Regions from separate parts of the Mus musculus genome. Here all the other regions are linked to region 3. A link is a contact called in public Hi-C and promoter capture Hi-C data. All regions are on one chromosome and are shown on one strand. The core of a region is the stretch at or near the end of the contact, and the rest is flanking DNA. Distances in the headings are between cores, read along the strand shown. Region 1 holds the start of 4833420G17Rik (RIKEN cDNA 4833420G17 gene). Region 2 holds the start of Nnt (nicotinamide nucleotide transhydrogenase). Region 3 holds the start of Mrps30 (mitochondrial ribosomal protein S30).

What was found. Promoter capture Hi-C pulls out the DNA fragments that hold promoters and counts their contacts. A called contact is a pair of places that touch in the nucleus more often than the background predicts.
Region 1: a Hi-C map of B cells shows a contact between it and region 3, with 13 read pairs. The contact joins the promoter of 4833420G17Rik here to the promoter of Mrps30 in region 3. A contact is called at or near these places in 11 of 39 promoter capture datasets (the 3T3-L1 cell line, the C10 cell line, embryonic stem cells and 6 more), 4 of 484 Hi-C or Micro-C datasets (B cells, cortical neurons, embryonic stem cells and 1 more), 11 of 115 datasets of contacts at active chromatin or transcription factors (astrocytes, effector CD8 T cells, embryonic stem cells and 5 more) and 3 of 9 other capture datasets (adipose tissue, liver and macrophages).
Region 2: a promoter capture Hi-C map of pre-B cells shows a contact between it and region 3. The contact joins the promoter of Nnt here to the promoter of Mrps30 in region 3. A contact is called at or near these places in 21 of 39 promoter capture datasets (the 3T3-L1 cell line, 3T3-L1-derived adipocytes, the C10 cell line and 12 more), 4 of 484 Hi-C or Micro-C datasets (B cells, CD4 T cells, cortical neurons and 1 more), 20 of 115 datasets of contacts at active chromatin or transcription factors (the 230-238 cell line, astrocytes, craniofacial prominence and 12 more) and 5 of 9 other capture datasets (adipose tissue, embryonic stem cells, liver and 2 more).

The regions. Positions count from the first base shown.
Region 1 is chr13:119,461,419-119,464,633 of GRCm38.p6, forward strand. It overlaps 4833420G17Rik (RIKEN cDNA 4833420G17 gene), which reads left to right and starts at 1,341. Exons shown (of 13, transcript NM_001113550.1): 1 at 1,341-1,701.
Region 2 is chr13:119,407,857-119,411,263 of GRCm38.p6, forward strand. It overlaps Nnt (nicotinamide nucleotide transhydrogenase), which reads right to left and starts at 1,401. Exons shown (of 17, transcript NM_001308506.1): 1 at 1,047-1,401.
Region 3 is chr13:118,384,806-118,388,537 of GRCm38.p6, forward strand. Mrps30 (mitochondrial ribosomal protein S30) reads right to left here and starts at 2,447. Exons shown (of 5, transcript NM_021556.3): 1 at 1,847-2,447; 2 at 429-574. The coding sequence starts at 2,429.

The DNA.
Region 1 (3,215 bases), core at 91-2,590, 1.1 Mb after region 3:
TGGTCTACAAAGTGAGTTCCAGGACAACCAGGGCTACACAGAGAAACCCTGTCTCAAAAAAAGAAAGAAAGAGAAAGAAAGGAAGGAAGGAAGGAAGGAAAAGAAAAGAAAAAAGAAAGGAAGGAAGGAAGACTGTTATCTGTCCAAGGATGTCTTTACTTAAGATCATTCTTTGTATCAGTATATTTTCAAGTGATGGCTAATTGAAGAGTTAGATCCTGTTTTCCCAATCCCTTACTGATAGCTTTGCTTAAAGCTCTTGCACTAAACAAATATTCCTAATAAAGCTTTTTTGTTAGTTTGTTTTTTAAGAAAAAGTTGCCTGGAGATTTTTAAATTTAGAATCAGCAAATTTCTTCGAGTCTGGCTCCATCCATAATGACCTGGCCATACTACCTCAGGCCTCCTTCCTCCCTGATCATGCTTCAACCCCTTAAAGAGACATCATCTTTCCCTTGGACTGCTTGGAGTTGTAACAGAGCCTTGACCTTTGCTTGTACTTAGCAAGTACCTATTTAAAACTCCAGATTTGGAGCTCTGGCCATATGGATAATGTCCTTGTGGAGAGATCTGCCCCCCCCCCCTTGCTCTGAGCTCACCCTCATACTGAGGGCAATAGGCAGCACAAAGAGGTCTGCTTTACTACCAAGAGTGTCTTGTGGACAGTCTATAATCTGGATGCAATACTATTTTTAGGCAGGGCAAAGCCAGGAAGATGGTGAAGCACATCTTTAATCCCAGCACTAGGGAGGTAGAGGCAGACAGATCTCTGAGTTCGAGGTCAGCTGGGTCTACAGAGCGAGTTCCAAGACAGCCAGGTTTACACAGACCCTGTTTCAAAAACAAACTAAACAAAACAAAACCCAAAAAAACTCAAACCTCAGATTTTAGTGGAAGTATTTTCTCAGACTCTATTCTCTCATAGATCGCTGTGTTTTTTAGTTTAGGAACACTCATAACTAATAGAATATTTTGTCCCCCCAGTCATTCTCCAATCCCCATCCTGACCCCAGTGAATTGGGCTAATCCGCAGCGTATTTTGCTGACGTCGTACGCATGTCTAATGGCAATAGATTAAGAATTAGAAGACATTTTCTGGCACCTCTTAAAACAAGTGGTCTTTGTCTTCGATTACTTTTAAAGAATTTTAAAGCTCCGCTAACACCTATCCTGTGACAGTGTCGCCTGGTAAAACTGGTCTATAACCCTAATCCCCACGGAAACTCGGCGCTTCCGTGCCGACACTGAGCACCCGATACGTGGAGACCAGAGTCCAACCCGGAAAACCGGTCTTTTCCGGAACTGCTCTTTGCAATGGAAGAGGCGGGACTTCCGGCTTCGCTTTTCCGGAGACCGCCCCTTCCTCTCGGTGCGGGAGGCTCCAACTGCTGCCTCGCTTTGTGTTTTGTTTGTTTGTGTTTTGTTTGTTTGTGTTTTGTTCCTCGCGTCGCCGATGCTGCCCCAGAGGACTGGACCGGTGTTTCAACCGAAACACTTCTTGTATCCGTGTTTTTCCGTAGATGTGATTATTTTTCTTCCTCAAGAAATGCTTCTCGGTAGTTAATACATTACGGAAGGAACCGTGGAGAAGCGCTACGCAAACAGCACAGTTCGTGCCACTTGAGCAAAATAGAGGTCGGTCGGAGGCCGAGGTTGCCCTCCCTTCCAGGTGCAGAACAACTTCGCAGCCCACAGCCGCCGGTGAGTGTTGCAAGTTTGGCGGTGGTCTTGCTGAGGGTGTTTTCCCGCCCCCTTCTCTTTCCCCGGGTTTGTTTTGAAAAAAAAAACGAGCCTTCAACATGCAGAGGAGGGTTTTCGGTTCGTTATCCCCCAGACCTAACGTGTTGAATGGTGAGAGTGCAAACGTGAATAAAACGATGCAAAGCACCAATTTGCTCTTAAAATACCAGGTAGAGCTATGCGTGTGTGCACATACGTCTCTTCGTCTGTAATCACGGTGTTTGCTTATTGGCGTTGCAAGGATTTAAACAAGTGACGTAAAGCAGTTACTGTGGTCTTACCTGTGGGAAGTTAACCCGTGACGGCAATATAGAGATGCACTGAAGACAGACGAAATGGGAGAAAGATAGTTGTAGTAAATAAGAGTTCAGCTTCCAACAAAAGGAGATAAAGGGCCAAATTCAAGCGAGATTTTAAAAAGCAATAGAAAGCTAGTTACAGGCAGAAAGCATCGTGATGACAGTGGTGTCATCAACGCATATCGTGAACTCAAGGGGAAGAATTTAAATATTTATTCTTTCTGTATTTGATGAAAGTTTATTTGTCCAACAGCTTTCTTTGCCTAGTACTATTTGAGGTCCCAGTGATACATTTGTAAATAAGACAGGAGAGATCTGTTTTGTCTGAGTTTCTATCCTGGTGGGAGGTACTGATAAAGTCTATGAGGACAAAAGATATGTTAGGATAGCAATTATGGATGGAGTAGTTTAGCTTAGGTGATAAAGTTGGGCCTTGGTGCAAGTGGTATTTGTGTTGAGATGTGAGTTCTGATGAAGAGTTTGTGATATGATAAGCAAGGAGACGACAAGCTAGACAGAGAGAGCAGGGCAAAGTTCCTGAGATGAGAAACACCTTCTTTCAAGAGCAATCTCTACAAAGCCAGTGTGATTAAAATGATCAGAACAAGGGAATTAGGAAGTGACATTTGGAGAAAGTGGTGGGCTAGCCTGTGTGGCCTCTGCAGGCTGTAGTGTAGGACTATTGATCTAATTCTGTGTGCAAATAACTAGGATTAATGGGCTCCAGCTAAAGAATGGATTTAGGGGATGCTGCAGAAATCTGCTTTTGGTGGGAGTGCTTTTGTTATAGTTTAATCAGATTCTGTTTCTCTATGGAACAAAGACATAGAAGTCTATGCTGCTACCGGTAGCCTGAATTGTGCGTACCTTATTTGCATATTTAAAAATAAAAAAAAAGATGAGGATGAAAGTAACCATCGTTATTAGGTAAGGTCTTGAAGAGTCTTTGATTTAAGTAATCAATAAGAATGATTAAAGTAACAACAGAGATGGCAGTAGAGAAGAAACCCTTACTAACTGTCTTAGTTAGGGTTTTACTGCTGTGAACAGACACCATGACCAAGGCAAGTCTTATAAAAACAACATTTAATTGGGGCTGGCTTACAGGTTCAGGCCATTATCATCAAGGTGGGAGCATGGCAGTATCCAGGCAGGCATGGCGCAGGAGGAGCTGAG
Region 2 (3,407 bases), core at 151-2,650, 1.0 Mb after region 3:
AGATCTTCCTCGTCTCGAAATAAAAAAGTATAATAAGAATAATAAAGTAAGAAAGGAAAAATAACCAAGATTTGCCCAAAAAAGGGGGTTCAGTGGGCAAGCAAGCCCCATGCCTCCAAAGTTTTCTAAGGACTGCACACTACCGTAGGACAAATAAAGGGCACCTGCAAGCATAAACAAAGTCATGCTTTTAAAAGCTAGGCATACCAACAAGGACACAATACCCTATCCTGGCAGGCAGCGTGACCTCTCCCAAAGCCACTGCAGCCATGGCTCCTGTCACAGGTGCTGCCCCTCCCTCAGCAACTAAACTGCCACCCTCTGGCACGTGCAGCTGGACCGCTATTTATAACCTCCTGTGGAAGCCCATTGGCTCTGGCTACATAGTAGTTATTGTGCCTCTCAAGTTTGAACCAGCTCTGGCCAGAACTACACCCTGACCTCTAATAGAGCCCACCGTGACTTACCAATCCAAACCCCTTTTTCTCAGTATTCAGAAACTACCACCAGTCAGCCCGGACCTACAGTCACATCTTTTCCTATACACCTAACTGGACACCCCGCCTGAACACTCTCAAAGTTCAAGTACAACTTAGGAGCGCCCAGCTGTCATTCTTCTAGGTAAACCATTCATCGAAAGTCCTCTACGACCTCTCTTCCAGTCCCTCTAAGGGCCAAAATGACTACGTACAACTTTTGCAGCCCTTGCCCCCACCCCACCCCCACCCCAGGATCCAAGATCTGCACCTGCACAGCTGTCACTTGCTTACTTTGTCTTCTGCCGGGACTCCGTTCCCACCTCTACCCTCTCACTCCTTTCCATGTCACCCCAATAGAACGCACACACAAAAGGAGCCCCGAGGCATATACCGCATTCCTTCTCCGTCAGTCTCCTGCAGGAGCCTCTGCGCCCCACTTGCTAGACACAGCCGACCCCGCCCCCCTGCTGCTCTCTCTCGGGTCCCCTTCGCCGAGGGACCGGGGATCTGCGCTGGCTGCCCGCCTTTTCCAGCAGCCCCTAGGCGCTGCAGGGCTGGTTGGCTCACCTGGACCGGCAGGCGGGACAGATGGCGACCCCGGGCTGCGAGCAAACGCCACGCCGAGCTAGCAGACCCGGGGTTGGCCCGCGGCGTTGTGCCTCCAACCCGGAAGAACAGCCCCAACTTTGAGGCGGCGGCGGCGACCACGTGACACAGGGCTGCCTAGACCCGGACCCGCGCCCCCTTTCGGCACCCCTTCTCCCCCTCCCCGAGCCTCCTGCCAAACCCGCTTGGCCCGATCGCCAGTCTGCAAAGGAGAAAAAGACTCCACCAGATGCACGCTTACAGCGCAGCAGCTGGTCCCCTCCGGGTGGCCGCTGAAGCCCCTTTGTCTCTGCCAGGGCCCCAGGCCCGCAGCCCCGCCCCCTTGCTCTTGCTCAATCGGCCTCTGTCAATCAAACCCGATGCCAAGCACTGCAACTCAAGTTTTTAGGAATTCGTACCTCTTCTTTCCCCCCAGGAGACTAAGTTACAAAGTGTGATTTCCTCACCGGTCTCCCAGCAGAGCAAATAAACGGATACTATAACTCCACTCTTGGGCCGGACTTTTCCTCTAACTCTCTAGGAAAAAAAAAAAAAAAAAATCCGAACTTCTGTAACTGGAGAAGACTTAGGCGGGAGGAAGCCGAGGGCGGGAATGGGGGCGTTGTTTTTCCATTCTGGACGGGGGTGGGGTTAAATTCCTCACAAACGAAGTCAAGGCCTGAAAATGAACACACACATGTGCATATTTGGCTTCAACAGCGAGGCCAGCCAAGAGGAAACCCTGCGCTACTATTAACATAGGCAGTGTCTAGAATGTAATTGTAGTTGACGTCCCTGTTAAGGTTCCTGATTAAGGAAATCAAAACATAACGACCTAGTTATTGGTTAGTGATTAGATTCTGTTACTTGCTCTGCAGGTACACTGATTAAACTTACCCAGCGCTGAGTCTAAAGGAAACGTCAGTGTAAGATTGTTTGTTTGCTTGCTTGCTTGCTTTTAATTTTTTTTTTAAGATTTATTTATTTATTATATGTAAGTACACTGTAGCTGTCTTCAGACACTCCAGAAGAGGGCGTCAGATCTTGTTACAGATGGTTGTGAGCCACCATGTGGTTGCTGGGATTTGAACTCCTGACCTTCGGGAGAGCAGTCGGGTGCTCTTACCCACTGAGCCATCTCACCAGCCCCTTGCTTTTAATTTAACTGAAATATTTTAACAGGCAGAAGAAAAAAAAAAAAAACAGACATTCAGTATCTTTTAAAAATAAGTGAACCACAGAGAACCCCTTATTTAGAGAATGCCTTGTGTTTTATACAGCAGAAAGGGTCATTGGGCTACTGGACTCCGCACAGCAATCTGGAGTAAACTCTTCCGGTGGCAGAAGAACTGGAAGGCAGGAAAGGACTCGGCCCGGTGTTTTAAAATAATAATCGTAAGTCAACAGATAGTAATACTGCAGGTACAATGAGGCAAGTCCTTAACCATTTTAAACTCTTTTGTGCTGCGGACTGTGTGGTAAGTAGTTCGGAGTTCACGTGCAAGGCTTTTCTACAATCAGCAAGTCTAGCCTTGAAGGGCATCTGCCTTCATACTCTATGTTTTCCAATGCTTTCTTTCTTAGTGTTGTTTTTGTTACTCCCCCTCCCCTCATTTTGAGTAGCATTCCCCTGTCCTGCTCCTTCCTCTGCCTCCTACCTCTCTAATGGAACTGTTCCACAATCATTTTTACACAGTGTTCTACCATCCCTCCTTCCTTAAGGGAACTCTCCACCCCACTGGCCCTTTTCTGGTTTCCTGACGTACTCCAAATACACAAAACTAATGAACTGAAGTTACCTTGCTCTTTATAATATTTCCAGTTTCACCCATTTAGCTGCAAGTTTCATAATTTCATTTTCCTTAATAGCTGGATAAAATGACATTCTGTACATATACCACATTTTCATTATCCATTCATTAGTCGATGTACATCTGGACTGATTCTGCTTTCTAGCTATTGTGTATAGATCAGCAGTGAACATGGATGTACAAGTGAGTGTCCCTGTAGGAGAATATAGATTCCTTGGTGTCTTAGCCAGTGTTCTGTTGCTGTGAACGGACGCCATGACCACGGCAACATTTATAAGAAAAATGATTTAATTGGAGCTTGCTTACAGTTCCAGAAGTTTAATCCATTGTCATCATGAAGGGAAGTATGGTGGCAGGCAGACAGAAGCAGCTGAAAGTTTTACATCTGGATCGGCAGACAGCCTGAAGAGCCAGACACTGGGTCTGGGTTGAGCTTTTGAATCCCCAAGGCCCACTCCCATGCTTCCTCCACCAAGGCCACACCTACTCCAAAAAGGCCACACCTCCTAATCCCTCTCAAGTAATGCCACTC
Region 3 (3,732 bases), core at 1,197-3,696:
ATCAAAAGTCTGAAGTGTTTCAAACTTCATGTTTCCAAAGTTGGGAACATTCAGAGCCTGCGAGACGGACGTTCCTAAATCAAATGCTAAGTCTGAGATGCTCTGACTTCTGCAGTGTTTCAATCAGCACTGTCAAAACAGAAGAGCTCACCGGCACTAACATCTGCTGATGGGACTAAAGCGGTCATATGGAGAAAGTTTTTAAAAATCCTGCTATAATAAACTATCATAAATTGATTTACCTACTTGATCTTGGTAGAACATAACACTCCAAACTAGAGAGTTGAAAAAGACTTCCAGAAAAGTTGCCATCATGAACAAACATGGAAGGCAAGAAATCTACCAACATACCTCACCACAGTCAACCAGTTACCTGATTGCCTTTTGGCAATGCTCACACCGGATGCCAACAGATACAAAACTCTTACCTCTGGGAGTTGCTTAGATATTCGAATCTGGTTGTGTGGTTTGTCATTTATTTGGTATCGTAAAGCATCAATATGGCCTTTTCGATGACCAGCAGGAATGCGTTCTTCACCACGCAACCAGTAAAAGTCAACAGAGCGTTTACAATCTATCAAGAGATGCAAAATTTTCTTTATTATTTAGAGAAAATTGGTTATTAGTTACGTAGTCATAAACATGTGATGAGCAGCATGTCTAAGATATATACATATTAAAACTGAGAATCTAAGAATCTGAGTTTCATGCTTTATCCATTATGTCTCAAATACAGTACACGAAAACTTCATTTTGCTCCCCACTGTAATTGACACGATTATTTAGTTAAAACTAAAGATGCTAAAATGAACAGCAACCACTCACCGGAATAAGATGAGAACTGATCAGTATTCCGTTTACTACCAGTCTAAAAGGTACATACAATTCTCATCACTGCCATTTTGTACAAGATGAACTTAATTTCATCTGAACAAGGTTAAGTTTTCTAAGCCACCAATGGAAAGTAGTCAAAAGTTCCTCTACCTTCCTAACACACTACTTTTCTTGTACACACAAGGAAGGGAAGTAATACAGACACTATAAGATTCAGTTTAGAACACATCTACAGCCATGATAGAATTAATTCAATAATTACTAAGACACCTTCTGGGTTATAGACATAAACGGATTACAAACACATTATCAGCTGGGGTGTAACTCAAAGACAGAGAGTATTCTAGTCCCTGAGTTCAACCTTCTGTACTACCACCCCATCAAAACCAAACAAAAACATACATTCTTTTTCACGTCCACACTGAACGAAAATTTCTGTTTACTGGGACCAAATCTTGACCCCTCAACCTACCAGATGTTGGGCCTGAAGGCAGCAACACTTACCGTGTGTCTTTTTCACTCTTCATTTATAAAATGAATCCATGATATGTACTCTGTTATTATGAGGATTAAGTAGGTGGCATTTAGAACATTTGGGAAAGGGATCGACACACAGTAGTAAATGCTAAGAAAATGTTAGTAACGCTGATAATATCTTATTTACCTTTCGACATTCTAGGGCCAAACAGTATTACAGTAATTCTCATCTTGATATTAAGGCAAAGTAAGAGAGGTTGATGTTTTACCCATGGTCACCCAGCTTTCGTGTGAAGCAGTCAAAAGACAACCGTCTCTTAGAAACTTTTGGCTGCTCAGACACAAAACCTGATCAAAGCATGGAAACGTGATGAGCTTCGGGTGAGACTAAACTTTAACAAGTAGTCCTTAGGAGGGCAGGCCGCCTGAAACTTGGTCCGTAAGTCCTAACTCAGTGAGTGCTACTGAACCTGCAGGAAAGCTTGGCCGACGGCGTCCCCACTTCCCCCGTTCAGGGTGGGAGTTCCAAGCTCACCGAGAGCGGCAGTGCTCAGGACAGGGTTGAGTGGAGCGAGCAGGTTCACGAGCGTCCTCACTACCTGGTCCAGGATGGAGGAGGCGAGGGCCTGGCGACGATCGAAGAGGGAGCGGGGCCGGCGGCGCCGCACGTAGACCTGCTCCTGCAAGATGCAGTCGCACACGGCGGCGCGCAGGGCGGCGAGGTCGAGCGAGGGCGGCGGCGGCGACAGCGCCGGGGCGGGCGGCAGGCCCGAGACAAACACGGTCTTGGTGAAGCTCTGGTACCAGCGGTCGGCGTTCAAGGCGGAGATCTGCGGATGCACCACGTACTTCTTGAACTGCATCTTGGTGAGAATCCGTATCTTCTCGTCCACCGAGGGGGCCGCGTGCACCGTCGCCTGCCAGCGCTGCACCCGCCGCTGCCGCGCCGCTTTGCTGTCGGCGGTCATGGAAGCCACGATCGGCGGGTACCGCGCGACGGGCGTCGCCACGACCTCCAGGTCTCTCACCTCCGGGGCCGTAGCGGACGCCTTAGCAGCGGCATTCTGGGACAATCCCCGGCCGCGGGGCACCAGCTTCCAATACCTGGCCGCCGCCATTTTCGCCCGCCGCGACCCGGAACTTGAGGTCAACTGGCAGGAATTGTTCCTCTTCGCTTGCCGTAGGGACCAATCGCTTCTTGGAGGCGGGTGCTCTGAGTGTCTGTGGTGCGTTGTGTCATCCAGTTTGCAACCAATCAGTATGCTCCTTGAAGTTTGTTGTATTCTTTTTGAGTATTTGTCTGCGATAAAAATTCGCTTACCCCAGATATTTTCCCACCGGTTATGCTCTGAAGAATGAAACAATTAAAGTCCTTGCTCGTAGGATGTTTTAGGAACTCGCACTTTTTTTCACACGCAAACATTCAGAAATATCCTCCAGCCGGGCGGTGGTGGCGCACGCCTTTAATCCCAGCATTTGGGAGGCAGAGGCAGGTGTATTTCTGAGTTCGAGACCAGGCTGGTCTACAGAGTGAGTTCCAGGACAGCCAGGGCTATACAGAGAAACCCTGTCTCCAAAACAAAACAAAACAAACAAACAAACAAAGAAATATCTTCCAAAGAGAAACTTAAAATCCATACAGTTCTGACGTCATTTGTGTACCTCATATAGTCTGTTACCCTCCATCACCTTTAGAACTAGAATTTTATGAAATACAACATGTCTTTACTTATTCTTGCTAATTATAAAAATTATATCAGCATCACTTACCTGTGAACGCGACTAAACTTTAGGAAAACTATTTCATACATTCTTCAGTGCTAATGAGGTAATATAATTTATTTTGAAACGGGGAAATGTGTTTTTAGTTGAATATACAAGACGTCGGGGAATACATGAAATAAATCATACTAAGCAATTTGTTTGAATTTTGCTGTGTATTAAACTCTTTACTAGTTTGAAATGAACTGATTCTTTACAATAAACTTAATAAAGAAGCTATTACTTTATTTTTCAGCCTAATATGATTCAAATCTTTTCAGTTGCATGCAAGGAAGCAGACATAAAGCCAAAAGCTACCCACTGTCTTAGGGGCAGAGGTGGTACTAGGTCCCAGGTTGTCTGCTACTCAAGCTGTTTCATTTAATGGATATTTATGAGTGCGCCCTATGTGTTACGGTGCTAAATGTCTTCTTACTTAGTGAGCCAAAGAGACCTTGCATTCTTTTTGTTTTGTTTTGTTTTGTTTGTTTTTCGAGACAGGGTTTCTCTGTATAGCCCTGGCTATCCTGGAATTCACTCTGTAGACCAGGCTGGCCTCGAACTCAGAAATACACCTGCCTCTGCCTCCCAAGGGCTGGGATTAAAGGCGTGCACCACCACGCCCGGCTGAGACCTTGCATTCTTAACAGGAAGGAAAAT